Linked DNA regions of Oryctolagus cuniculus: region 1 is linked to region 2. Evidence: chromatin contacts called from public Micro-C data. All regions are on one chromosome and are shown on one strand. The core of a region is the stretch at or near the end of the contact, and the rest is flanking DNA. Distances in the headings are between cores, read along the strand shown.

Region 1 (6,546 bases), core at 1,620-4,119, 230 kb before region 2:
CCATACATTTCTTTAAACACTTAAAGCATACTACTGATACAGAGAACTACTCAATTTAAAACCAAGAGTTTTACTGTCCTATTTTCAAGATAAAGGGTTTTAAAACATATCAGCAAAGCATGTAGAGCACTAAAAACTCAGAACTGTATGGGTTCAAATCCCACCTTCTACCTCTACAGGTTCTGTGGCTTCTTGCAAGTGACTTAACCTCTTTGGCCTCAGTTTCCTCATCCTTGAAAAAAAGCATAATCGTATCTATTTCACAGTTGTTAGTATGTGTATTACACCTAGCCCCTAGTTATCATTTCTATCTGCAAATAGCCTTCACAGAAAGTTAATGTAAACGGCAAGCTTTAAATTCCGAAAGCTGTTCCTTAATAATTCAATTCCACAAGTATTTATTAAACACCCGCTCAGCAACCTTCCCTTGGCAATCTGTCTCCTCCTTCAGCGGCATTCTCTCTTCACCAGCTACTTCTGCCTTTTTGAAGAAAAAAAAAAAGTTACCAACCCATAGCCCCCCTAGTCTGTTATCTGGCTAGGGTGAATGCCTAGTTTTCCAAAAAATATTTTAAGGGAACTTAGAAAAAGCATAAGATTTTGGCTAACAGTAAAAAACAGTAATATGAATACCACTGATTTGAGTTTTACACTTATATCTTAATGCTATTCTTCTTATAACTTTTTTGCTGTTTTAATAATAGGCGTGTAATTATGGGTAACCAAACAAGAGTAGTTCAATGTAGACATCAAATGAACAGATTCTCAATTGTGTGGCCCAGCAACCACCTCAGATAGTCCACATTCTCTTTTGTGGCAGTCAACAAAAACATTTTATCTAATATCTTATATTCAACAACTGTCATTAAAAAAAAAAAGTTCCTGACAATAAAATTTCATTGAAACTGGCATTTACATTTTAAATTTGTAAATTATTCTAAGGCTTTTATACACTTTCAATTTATAAATTTTTAATTAATAGTTTCCCCTACTAATAGCAGTACGAAGCACAAGATAAAAAAGCAGACTACTCTCAAGCATGTATGCCTGTTACCACCAAAGGTAGCTCAGAGAGAGTTTTAAATTTTACACAGTAACTTTTTTAAAAATGTTTGAGTAAATTGGAAAAATATTAGTAATAATACCACTAACCAAATGGACGCTCACTGGAAATTAAAAAGTAATCAAATACCCCTATCAATCCTTGGTCTCTGTATACTACATGAAAAAAACAGTAGTTCTTAAACTTACAAGTTACAGGATAGAAAAACAAAAACAACAGAACACCGAATTTAATTTAACTGTTTGACGCCCAAACAAAATTATCTGAAGGTAAAAAAAAAAAATCACAATGATAAAAACATGTCATTAATTGAGGACTTGCGTCCCTAAATAACTTCATATATACAGTTAAGACGACTCTGGCCGTAAATGAAGGTGAGGTAGCCAAAAGCTCAGAACTTTTATTAGCTAAAGAAAGAGTCCAGCTAACCCAGGTGGCACCAGAGACTTTTTGCTCATTACAGAGAAAACACCAATCGAGTCCATTAAATAGATACGGACGACTGCTTGATTTCCTCTCTTATCAGCAACGGCAACACACTGCCCCAAATCCATCGGGCTTAGCACACACGCAAACTCTGGTGCACAATTGTGTCAGAATAATTACTGGAAAGCAACCTCTCAATTTACCTGACTTCTCTGCCTTGCTCGCGTCTACCACCCCGCAAACCTGGGAGTTAACAGCCCCAAGCGAAAGCCACCGCAGGAGTCGATAACACCCATGCTTTGATGTGAAAGTGCAATTAAATAGAGCACCCACTTTAGGCCAGATGCAAAGAGAGACTGCTCCAGCCCTGATCGGAACACTGGACAACTTAAGACCCTTCCCCACGGGAAGCTGCCCTAGTTAGAGACCCCCGGGGCCGGCGGCTGGGAGAGTGAAGAGGAGAAAGTTAGCAGAGAGGCCCCGGACCCAGGGCGGGCGGGTCGCACGTACACGTGTAACCCGCGCTCCACCTCAAGTTTGTTAGCGCTGTCCCCACCCCGGGGTTTCGATCCGGCTGGGCAGAAGGGAGGGGCGAGGGGAGCCAGGCCGGAGAGGATCATAAAGTGGTGGGTATTTCCTGGTTGCGGTATGACGGGTAATCGCGATGCATCCGTGTTCCGTCGTGTCGTAGCCCCAGCCCCGGGCAGCCAGACAGCAGCCCCCATCCCTGGGGGCTCCAGCCCGAGTCCGGCCGGCCTGCAGCCCTCCCCCCTCCCCGCCCACGGCCAAGCGAACCCCGTCCCTGCCCAGGCTCCTTCCCGGCCCCCGGCCTCAGAGGCAGAGCGCCCCTGGGGTCCGGGGCCCGTGGAAGGAAGCCCCGGCTCTCCGGGAGCGCACGGAAGGGCCTCCTCCCCGCTCCCGGGGCTCCTGCTCCGCCAGGCCCAACCGGAAGGAGCCCTCGAGCGGCCGCGGGGCTGCACTGGGCCTCCAAGCCCCGCAGGCCGCGCTGGGCCTGCCCAGGCAGTGAGCTGAGGAAGCTGGCCGCGGGGCCCTGCGCCGGCCGGGGCTCCTCACCGTGTGTTCGTGCTCGTCCGCCCGGGCCCTGGGCAGCAGCAGCAGCAACAGCGCAGCGGCCGCCGCCACGCCAGGAGCGCCCGGCAGCGGCCTCATCCTCCGCGCTCCCACCGGCCCGCCGCCGGCCCACCGACTCCTCCTCCGCCGCCGCCGCCGCCGCTTCTGCCGCGGCCGATTCGCATCCACGGGGCGCGGAGAGACGCACAGAGCCCGGGCCCAGCCGCTGCCTCCGCCGCCGCCGCGGCCGCCGTCACCGCCCGCTCCGGAGCCTCCCCCGCCCGCCGCGCCTCCCCGGCCGCTTCCTCTGACTCAGCCACGTCATCCGGCCACCCCGGCACACGCCGGAAGTGCCGCGCGACGCGGGCCGCAACCGCCGCCGGACGCTGGGGAGGCCGCGCTCGCGCCGCCCGTCGGGCCCGCGGACCCCGTCGGCCGGCCCTCGGGCCCCGGGGCGGCGGCTCGGCCACCTTGGCGGGCAGTCGGGCGGGCACCCGCAGACTCCAACTCGGCCCCATGGCGGCCTCGTACCCCTTGTGAATGGCCTGGTCTGGCCCATGCTTACAGGCCGAAACCTCCTCAGGGCCGCGTCCGGGCCCTTGAAGCAGCGCGACCTTGGCTGAAGTGCTTAGCTTTCCCTGGCTGCGAAATGGGATGATGATCGGAGTCCCTTCTCCAGCGTGCGGCATCAGATCAGAGGCCTGACAAGGCTGTCGTCTACCCCAGCGAAGGACTCGCGGGCATGGGCGATTGCTGAACTTGTACCGGGTTTAAAAGTGTTTTAAAGTCTCTCGGGCTTGATTTGTTTATTGGACCAATATCATTTGCTCAGAAAAGACTGGGCTACGTTGAAGTTCTCGTTCGTTTATTTTCTTCTTATTTGTTGGTCTCCCATCGTCATTGATCTGTCTTGGAATGTGAATTTCTCAGAGCACAGAATCTGTTGCCCTATTTTCTGTGCCTAGAACAGTGCCAGACCTGTAAGAGGAACTCACAAAATGTGGCACCACCATCTATACATACAACCCTCTAAGCCAAAAACGTGCAGGTCGCCTGTCTCAGAAGTCAGCAGCCAACAAGTTCTAACATTTGGTCTGTTAAAAACTACCTCGAATTTATTTCTCCTCTCTTTTTCCTGCCAGTAACAGCCAATCTTGACCTCACTGTAGATTACAACAGTCTCCCCACCACCAATCTAACTTCCCCTGCTAGTGATCATTCCCCCACAGGTGCTAGGCTGAGCGTTCTAAAAAGAAACCAGCTTGTAACTCCTGCTTAAAACACCCCTGGCTGGAAGGAGTTGCTGCTTAGCAGGTAAAGCCGCCCCCTGCGATGCTTGCGTCTCATATGGGCTGGTTCCTGTCCTGGCTGCTCCACTTCTGATCCCATGCTCTGCTAGTGGCCTGGGAAGGCAGCGGATGATGGCCCCAGAACCTGGGATCCTGGCAGCCACATGGAAGACTGGGAAGAAGCTCCTGGCTTCATCCTGGCCCAGAGCTGGCAATCCGGAGAGTGAACCAGCAGATGGAAGCCTTCTGTCTCTCCCTCTCTGTAATTATTTCAAAATAAGTAAATCTTAACAACAACAACAAAAGCCACTCCCAGCATATTAGTTAAAGGGTTTTAGTCTAAGGACATTATTCTGAACTCTTTACTGAATCCTGCACAGCAGGTTCTATTAGTATGCACCTGTGGCAGATGAGGTAGAGAAGGCAGTCTGTTGCTGGAAGACCAGACCCAAGAAGTCTGGTGCCACAGAGGTCCTTTTACTACTCTTGGATACCAACTGTACAGCCTTTCTAAGAAATGAAATAGATTTGTATGATCTGGCATGGAATGATATCCAAGGAGTACTTTTAAGTGCAAAAAGTTGAAAAAAATAGAGCACTGTGGCTTTAGTAGGCTTAGACTCTGCCAGTGGCGCCAGCATCCCATATGGGTGCCGGTTCATGTCCCAGCTACCCTCTTCCTATCCAGCTCTCCACTTATGGCCAGGGAAAGTAGTGGAAGATGGTCCAAGTACTTGGGCCCCTGCCACCCACGTGGGAGACCCAGGAGAAGCTCCTAGCTCCTAGCTTTGGATCGGCCTACCTTCACCTAATGTGGCCATTTGGGGAGTGAACCAGCAGATGGAAGACCTTTCTGTCTCTCCCTCTACCTCTCAAATAAGTACAATCTTTAAAAATAAAATAGAGATAATCCCATTTTAAATAGTAAAATGTTAGTCTACCGATAGAAAACAATGTGAAGGATGACTCAAACCATAACAAATGGTTAACTTTCTACTTCTGTACATGCCTATAAATGTTTGGCTTTTTTTTTTTTACAGTGAGCATGTGTTACATTGTTAAGGGGGAACTAGCAAAGGAGGAGAAGTTCCTGTCTACAGAATAAAGTCCAAATTCCTAAACCTGTTAATATGCGCCTATACCATCAGACTACAATTTATCTCCCCAATGTTAACTCTCACCAGTCTCTATGCTCAGCCTTCACCCATGCATTTTCTAAATACTCTATCTTCTTTTACACTGCTGTGACTTTGCTCTTTACCCTGCTTTTATCTAGAATGCTGTTTCACCTTGTCCATTGGATGCTATCTGTCCAGGCCTAGCTGAATTATCTGCTCTTCAGTGAAACCTTGCCCCTGGGCAACTTATAAGGTTGAGCATCCCAGTGGCCAGTGTTGTGACTTAATGTGTAAAGCCAAGGCCTGTGACACCGGCATCCCATATGTGTGCCAGTTCATGTCCCAGCTGCTGCACTTCCAATCCAGCTCCCAGCTAATGGCTTGGGAAAGCAGTATAGGATGGCCTGAGTGTTTGGGCCCTTGACACCTACATGAGAGACCTGGATAAAGTTCCTGGCTTCTGGCTCCTGCTTTGGCCTGGCCCAGTCCTAGGGAGTGAACCAGCAGATGGAAGCGCACTCTCTCTCTCCGTGTGTGTGTGTGTGTGTGTGTGTGTGTGTCCCCCTCTCTCTGCATAACTCTTTCAAATAAAGAGATCTTAAAAAAAAAAAAAAAAAGTTGAGCATACCTTCTCTGGGGTGCCAGTAGCATTTGAAATGCCACATTGTAATTACTGCTCTGTTCCCATTTCATCTTCTGAACTACAGTGTAACCTCTTTTTTGATGGCAATGACTATCATTTATCTTTATACTTGGCCCAGCTGCTAGGATAGTGCTTGTCACATCATAGACAATTCAGTAACTATTTGCTGAATGAATGAATGATGACATTAACAAGTGAAAAGTCAAATAGCATTGCAGGATTTAAAGAATGCTTTCTAGACATCACAAGAGACATCACAAGGCAGTACGTGATTAATTGCTGAATAAATCGTACACCAGTAATTGCTATAGAAATCAGAGGAGGCATCCTATGCATCTTTGCATATCTTCAGAGCACCCAGCACGGTGACTTGCTCACAGTAGAAGCTCAGCAAATGCTCCATGAATGAATAATCACTGCTTTTGAATGCAATGATGATGGGCAATTGATGAACAAGCAGTGTAAGTGCTGCATTAAGATGGATGAGTAGTTCCTTGCTTAAACACCCATTACAGCCTCCACAGATTTGAGGGAGTAAGAATTGCTGGCTGTTAGGGGAGCAGTGAGTTGGCAAGTGCTTTGGAGTAGGGCAGACACAAGAAAAAGTATAAAGTAATCATTTGGGGAGGGTACACTTAAAACCAAGAAACTATACACACAGTAGAGATCAGGCATGACAGTGTACAAAAAACTCACACAATGACCAGCTGTGTAAATGAATGGGCAATAAAAGCAATAACTAATCTGAGGAGTGGAAACCCAAGGAGCTCATTAGAAGTGTGGTTTGGAATCTGATGACTTCAAAGCAACAAAATGGGTTCAAGGGCACCATCAAAATTAGGGTTGTTCTATGAAACCAAGAAGCAGAAAACACTGATAGATCTTATTCACCAGTTTCTTCATCTAGGTTAATGACCTCATTCCCTGTCACCCAAA
Region 2 (6,523 bases), core at 1,806-4,305:
CCAACTGACATGGCCTCCCTCCCATCTCTCATTCCACATTTCCCCTGGTTGCACTGGAGGCAAAATAGTACAATAGCTGACTCCGCAGCCAGGTTGCCTGTGTTTGAATCCAAATCTACAATAACCTATGAGGCCTTGGGCAAAGTACTTAACCACTATGTATTGTTACAAAATGGGGGGATAATTGATTGTGTTGTTGTCAGGAATATCACATTATCCATGAAAAGCGCTTCAAAAAGAATCTGTTACTTACTAGACTTCATTAGAAGTCAACCGTATTTTTAAAAATCTCCCATCAGGATGTTTCCTTCCTTGGAAGGCCCCAATTCCCCATTTATCTAAGGTCATTTCCCTATTGCCTGCTGTTTCCGCCTCATCTGACACAAGGTAGTGGTGGGTCTAACCCAGACAGACCCAGACTCACAGTTCACAGACAAGTTGCTCCCTTCTCCACTACAGTTTCTCTGTAATCTATTTCTTCCGGCATCTGGAGCCCACTGAGAGCTACAGAGCACAACTCAGACTACGTTGTTTTCAAAGACCAAGGTCATGGCCGGCATTCCTTCACACTCTTACAGACTGACTCTGAGCTGCACAAGCCTCTTTGTTTCCTGTCATGCTGCATGCTGGGCAGGTAGACAGAAGTTTGGGAAACCTAATCATGAGATGTGACATGAACCTCATGCTGACAATATGTCAGCAGCTGCAGGTGGATCATTTCATTTCACCTTCACCTTCACAAAAACCTGATTTTGTACAGTTAACCTCCTTTTCACACAAGGAAATTGATGACTAGAACCACACAGCCCCTAAGAGATGGAACCAAGATTATAAGCAAGCTCACCCTGTTTTAGGTTTTTCTTTTTTTTTTTTTTTAATATTTATTTATTTGAAAGGAAGAGTTACTCCAAATGGCTGCAATGGCTGGAACTGGACCAGGTTGAAGCCAGGAGCCAAGAGCTTCTCCCAGGTCTCCCACCTGGGTGCAAGGGCCCAAGGACTTGGGCTAACCACCACTGCTTTTTCCCAGGCACATAGCAGAGAGCTGGATGGGAAGTGGAGCAGCCAGGACTCAACCTGGCACCCGTATGGATTCCAGCATTGTAGGCAGCCACTTAACCCACTGAGCCACAGCACCAGCCCCCAAGTGCTCTTTTCTTAACTGTTGTATTCTTAACCCTTCTCAAAAGGGGAAAGAGTTTATAGCTAAGGGCCCCTTCCAGGGTGGCCAAAGGTAATGCAGGTCACAAATTAGGACTTTGCTATGTGCTTGTCCTCAGCACCTAGGACACTGCCTAACATCTGACAGGAGCTTAGAATGTGTGTTCCGACTGCTCACCTGGGCATGGATCATCTCTGCTGCTTCCACTTCCATGGCAACTTAGAAGGGTTTGGAGTCAGAGTGATCTTGGATAGAATTCTGGTTTCCATTGCTAATGATGTGACCTGGGACATGGATATATACAACTCCCCTGGAAAATATAGTAAAAAATACCTACTTCATTGCCTTCATTGCTACTCAGATGGAATTAAATCATGTAGTGATGCTAAACATACACAGACGGCATTCAATAAACAGTAGCTATTATCACCCTCCGTATCTTTTCTTCCAAAAAGGCCTTTATAAGGGATCAATTATATGTAGGTTCCCAAGGTAAAATAAGTGGAGTAGAGGTTGGCATTCAAAGTGAAACCGTGGAAATAATACTGAAGAGTTGGGAAACTTATCTCATGGCTTTTGCTGCCCTCCCTCTGTCTGGGAGTTCTGCAGCCTTGGTCAAGTCAGTCACCTTATTTGTCAGGGCTCCCAATTCTATGCCACGTATCTGAGAATCTATGGCTTTCTTTAGAATTGACCTCTGAAACCTCTAGGATTCTCTCCTTGAGACTCTTTAAGATATTATGTTGAGAAAGAATCAATCTTAGTTTGTTTTACACCAAAATTGTGTGGGGTGACTAGAGAATACATTCATTATCAATTCATTTTTGAATTACATTGTTCTTCGCACCCTGGACATTTTAGGAAACTTACTTCCCATCACAGAAAACTAGAAAACTCGGTTAAAAGCTACAAAAAGACTCAAACCCACCACCTAGCGGTGAAGAAAGGACGTTTCCGGATGGGATGCAAGGTGTGGTGCCAGGACTCGGGACAGGACGGTTGTCCAGGCAGCCTTTCGTCTCCCACCCCTCTCTCCTCAGGCCCTGGGATAGTACTGCGTGCACAGAAACTCGACACTCCCTGACTTAACAGTCCGGCCATTTGACAGTACTCTTTCGCCCATGAAATACTGTGGACTTTCTAGAATTGCGAAAAGGATTATTTTACATTGAGGGGTGGGGCAAGCCTCTTTCTGCCTAAGCAACTCAGACCAGCCCTACCCAAGGGACCCACCCAGTCCCTCTCTTATGGATAGATTCCTCCATTCCACGAGAGAATGGTTCAGAGAACCAGGAACCAGAACTTTTGAAAAGATCTGATGGAAACACCAACGGGATCCTTAAGGACATTGCTTATCCACTATAGTAATTAAAATTGAGTGTCTGCATTTAAATATCTGAAAGCAGAAACGCGCTGTCCTTAATCTTAAACCAAAAAGGGGATATGAGGCCAGCATCCTAGGGTACCAGGCCTTTGGCACAGGGCTCTCTTTTCCTTCGTTTTTTCTCCTCTTCCTCTCCCCTCTTTCTCCTTTACCTTTTCTCCTTTCGCTCCCCCATCCTTCTTTCTTCGCTCCCCAGTAACAGTGAAGCAATGCTTAAACCAAACAGCAGCACAGGCAGTGCCTTGTGCAGAGAGATTATTTCAGGAGGTACTTGGAAATCCCCTTCCTCATCGAACACGCTTCTCTTCCAGACCTGTGCTGAAATCCGGAATTAGGGCATTTTCCAACAGTCTGCTTTGAATAGTTCTACCTGAGCCTGCTGTTGACCACCGTCCTCTTTCCCACAATTTCCTGAAACCCCTTGAGAATGTCGCCTCTGATCAGCCTTGCCGGGGAAAGCCTCCCGGCTTTTTCGTTCTCTTTCGTTTACGGATGTCGCCCAGGTCTTCCAATGACTTAACAGTTGCGTCCAGTTCACCTTTGAGAGCCTCAGGGCCTCCACGGCCCTCCGGGCTTTTATTCCTGCTCCTGCCTCTCCAGCACGCTCCGGCAGGAGCAGTTTCGGCCGAGAAGTTCCGAGGCGCACTTAAGCGGAACTTGCAACAGTTGGTGTCGGGCGATAGGCAGGTGGGACATGACAAATGGGCCTGGTTTAAAAAACAAAAAGCCCCGGGGAGGGAAGGGGCCGCCGTGGCCTTGGGGGACAGCGCGAGGCTGAGCCCCGGCCGTGGGAAGGCGCCCTCCTGGGCAGCCGGAGGCGGGGGCGGCCGCGGCCGCGGCCCAGCACGACCAGGATGGCAGCCCGACGGGCGGCAACGCAGGGCCGCGGAGCGTGCAGGCCGGCCGGCGCGTGGACCCACGGCGCCCCGGAGCCACGCCGGGGCCAAGGCGAGGTGAGGCCGGGCCTGCCCCCGCGCCGCCCCCGGCGGGAGGCGCGACGCCTAGGCCGCGGGTGCGTGCGCGGCCCCGGGCGACGCGGCTGGGCGTGCGCGGAGCCGCGGCGGAGGCAGGGCCGGGCGGGCGGCAGAAGATGGCGAGGGTGTGTAGGCGGCAGCAATGCTCAGTTGAGAGACGCGGCTTTCGGCAAGAACTGGACTCGTGGCGCCACAAGCTCATTCACTGTGTAGGTGAGACCCTCTCCCGGCCGCCGCCGGCCCCTAGACCGCCCCGCCGCCGACCGCCCCGGGCGGGGGAGGGAGCCGGGGCAGAGGCAATTGCTGCTCCGGCCCGCCCGCCCTCTGTGGCTCCGGCGCCCCCTCCCCCACCCCCCGGAGTGCGAGCGCGCGCGACCCCCGGGCGGGTTCTCCTCCCGCGGGTTGAGCGCGCGCGCCGGCCCCTCCCCTCCGCGCGCCTCCCCGGGGCGGGCTCTCGGGCGGGAGCGCGAGCCCCTCCCCCGCGGCCCGTCCCCTCCCCTCCCCTCCCCCTCCCCCTCCGCGCCGGTCGCCTGGCCGCTGCCGGCTTTTTGTGGAGTCTCGGCCCGCGGTGCTGCCGCTGCTGCCGGACAAGGGGTGGCGCGAGGGAAGGGCGTGCTGGGCCGCGGCTCGGCCCCCGCGCCCGCTCTCCGGCTGCCGCCGGCCTCCGCCGTGCGCCCCTCCCCCACGCGCGGCGGCGCGCCCCGTCCCCGCGTGCACGCGCTGCTGGCGGCGGGCGGGCGCCCGGCGCTCGGGCGTGTGCGAGGCGTGAGGTGGAGATGGGGGCGGAGGGAGCCGGAGCTGTCACAGGCCCCGGGTCCGCCTGACGGAGCCAAGTGGGGTGTCATGGCCGCGGGGGGCAGCGGCTGCACTTCCTCTGCGGGTGCTGGAGGCGGCCGGGGAGTTGGTCCTGGACGCACGGGTCGGTGTGTGCGTATTTGTGTTCGGTGTGTGCGCGGCGCGGAGGCGGGGGTGGGACCGGCCGGACCGCGGAGCCCGGGCGGGGGTGGCTCTCGTCCGCTGCCCGGGATTGGCCGGAGCCGCCGCCTCGCGGACCGCCTCGCCCGCCCTCCCCACCCCCGCCTCCCGGGCCGCGGGCCGCCCGCGGGTGGCTTTTCCCCGGGCAGGAGGGAGGGCGGGCGGCCGAGCTGCGCCTCTCACGCTGTGTGTTTTGTCTGTTTTTCTCTCCCAAGGTCCCGTTTCCCTCTGTGCGGCGGCCGGCGGGACCATAAGGGCTTAACTCATATATTTAACCCCCCTCCAAAAAGTAAGTGGCCCGTGTGGTGTCTCCGCTCCGCCCGCCGCCCCCTAGCCCCGGCCCGTCCCTGTGTCTGCCTCTCCTGTCCTTTAGCATTGTTGTTTCCCGGTCTTGGCTCCGCTGCTGCCGGGGTTTGGGGGAATGCCCTTTCGTCGTCCTCGGTCCCCCACGCCCAGCCCTCGGGGAGGCCCAGGATTCCGGCACCCCCGCCCACCCCCGCCGGGAAATAGCCTTGGGAACCAGGTCTTCCCCAGCAGAATCTAGGCGATTGCACCCGTTCGCTTGGGCCCCTCATCCCCTCCTTCCCGACAGGGTTTCGTTGGAAGGAATTATGCAAATCCTGCTTTCTGGTGTCCATTCAGCGGCAATTTCATGCGGTGAGAAGTTCTCTTTGTTGTGCGAGGGGGAGAACAGACACTGATTTAATAGACATATCTGTTGGGGGGAAGGGTGGAGGGGGTGTGGAGAGGCTCAGTTTGGAAGAATTACAGCACTTGGTTAGCGCGGTGTCTTTGTGTTAGACTCTTCTGGCCTGACAGGAGGGTCTGCCCTCTGCAGTGTCCCACAAGGGATGTTTTCTGTCATGGATTAAAAAGCAAAACTGAAACTTTGAACAAGTGAAAAATAAGGTAGCCTTTACCTCGAGAATTACAAGCCTTTCCATTTCTGTAGTTTTCATCAGAATGTGTTATGTGAGTTTTGTTAAGGATTTCGACTGTGACATCGAAATGAACGCTCGCATAGGCAACAATGCTTTACGGTATCTGGTATCACTTTGGTTGTCCAAAGGTTAAAAGTACGTTTGAAAGCATATGCTTGTGTAAAGAATAAAAGCATGGGTCGGTTTTCTGGTATAATTTGTCTTGTTGGTTGGATTTAAAAATTCTCCTGTCAGTGCAAACCCAGCTTTTCCCTCCAGGAAATAGCCTTTTGGCGATCAGTTATCATAAACTCTTCTTGTTTATTCTTTCAAGTCTGTCATACATTTGCTGAAATGTTTCATTGGGTTAAGCCCTTCTCAGAATCATGTGTTAGTAGTAGCCCTCACTTAAGAGCAGATACAGGAGGTTCTGAGAAACATGGAATGAATGGGTTGACAGAATTGTGGTAATATAAAATGCTAAATTTTTACTTGTATTTGTTTCAGTTTTCTTAGTGATTGGTTTCTTTCAGTAGGGCTTATTAATTTTTAGAAGATTTTGAAATGACAGATATAACCCTGTAGGTTTTTAAAGTTAATATTGGTGTTTATTTTAGGTGGTTTTTAATAAGTTGTTTATCTTATTCTAATTCTGTTTGCTTTGAATCCCTGTCTTCTGCCTCAGGTCCCCTTTTTATCAGTCATTGCTACCTATCCTTAGTGGTTAGTTGTTCCTGCTTGACAAGATGTTTTAGGAGTTTCTTTGTATTACAGCTGGTAAAATACTTACATAAATACATAAGTTGAGCATTAAAATTTAGATCCACCTTTTTTGAAGGAGCATTTCAATCTGGAGTTCAGTTTTTAAGAACATATTCTTCACTCCAGATTCCCTCTTGAAGGTAGTAAAGTTCAAGAGGAATTGAGTCCAGAGTCCAGAGCAGTATTTTACCCTGAGCAGTAATATGTATTGATAGTCTCCCAACTAAAATCAGCTCAGCCTCACGGTTTTTTTCTGTTTATTATTTGTGATTTTTGTCGTGTAAGAGGAGATGCTAAGAGGAAGAACTCTGTGCATTTATAAGGAATGGCAGTGGTCTTCATGAAA

Evidence for each region. Hi-C and Micro-C count contacts between places; a contact is called where the count stands out from the background.
Region 1: a contact with region 2 is called in a Micro-C map of ear pinna, with 7 times the contacts expected there. The contact joins the promoter of TM9SF3 here to the promoter of PIK3AP1 in region 2. A contact is called at or near these places in 2 of 6 Hi-C or Micro-C datasets (ear pinna and an unstated tissue).

What each region holds. Positions count from the first base shown.
Region 1 is chr15:33,134,542-33,141,087 of mOryCun1.1, reverse strand. It overlaps TM9SF3 (transmembrane 9 superfamily member 3), which reads right to left and starts at 2,869. Exons shown (of 15, transcript XM_070057481.1): 1 at 2,564-2,869. The coding sequence starts at 2,659.
Region 2 is chr15:32,909,209-32,915,731 of mOryCun1.1, reverse strand. It overlaps PIK3AP1 (phosphoinositide-3-kinase adaptor protein 1), which reads right to left and starts at 3,055. Exons shown (of 19, transcript XM_070057477.1): 1 at 2,917-3,055; 2 at 1,340-1,472. The coding sequence starts at 1,347. It overlaps LCOR (ligand dependent nuclear receptor corepressor), which reads left to right and starts at 3,401. Exons shown (of 7, transcript XM_051823446.2): 1 at 3,401-3,729; 2 at 4,711-4,784. The coding sequence starts at 3,401. It also overlaps the pseudogene LOC127484158.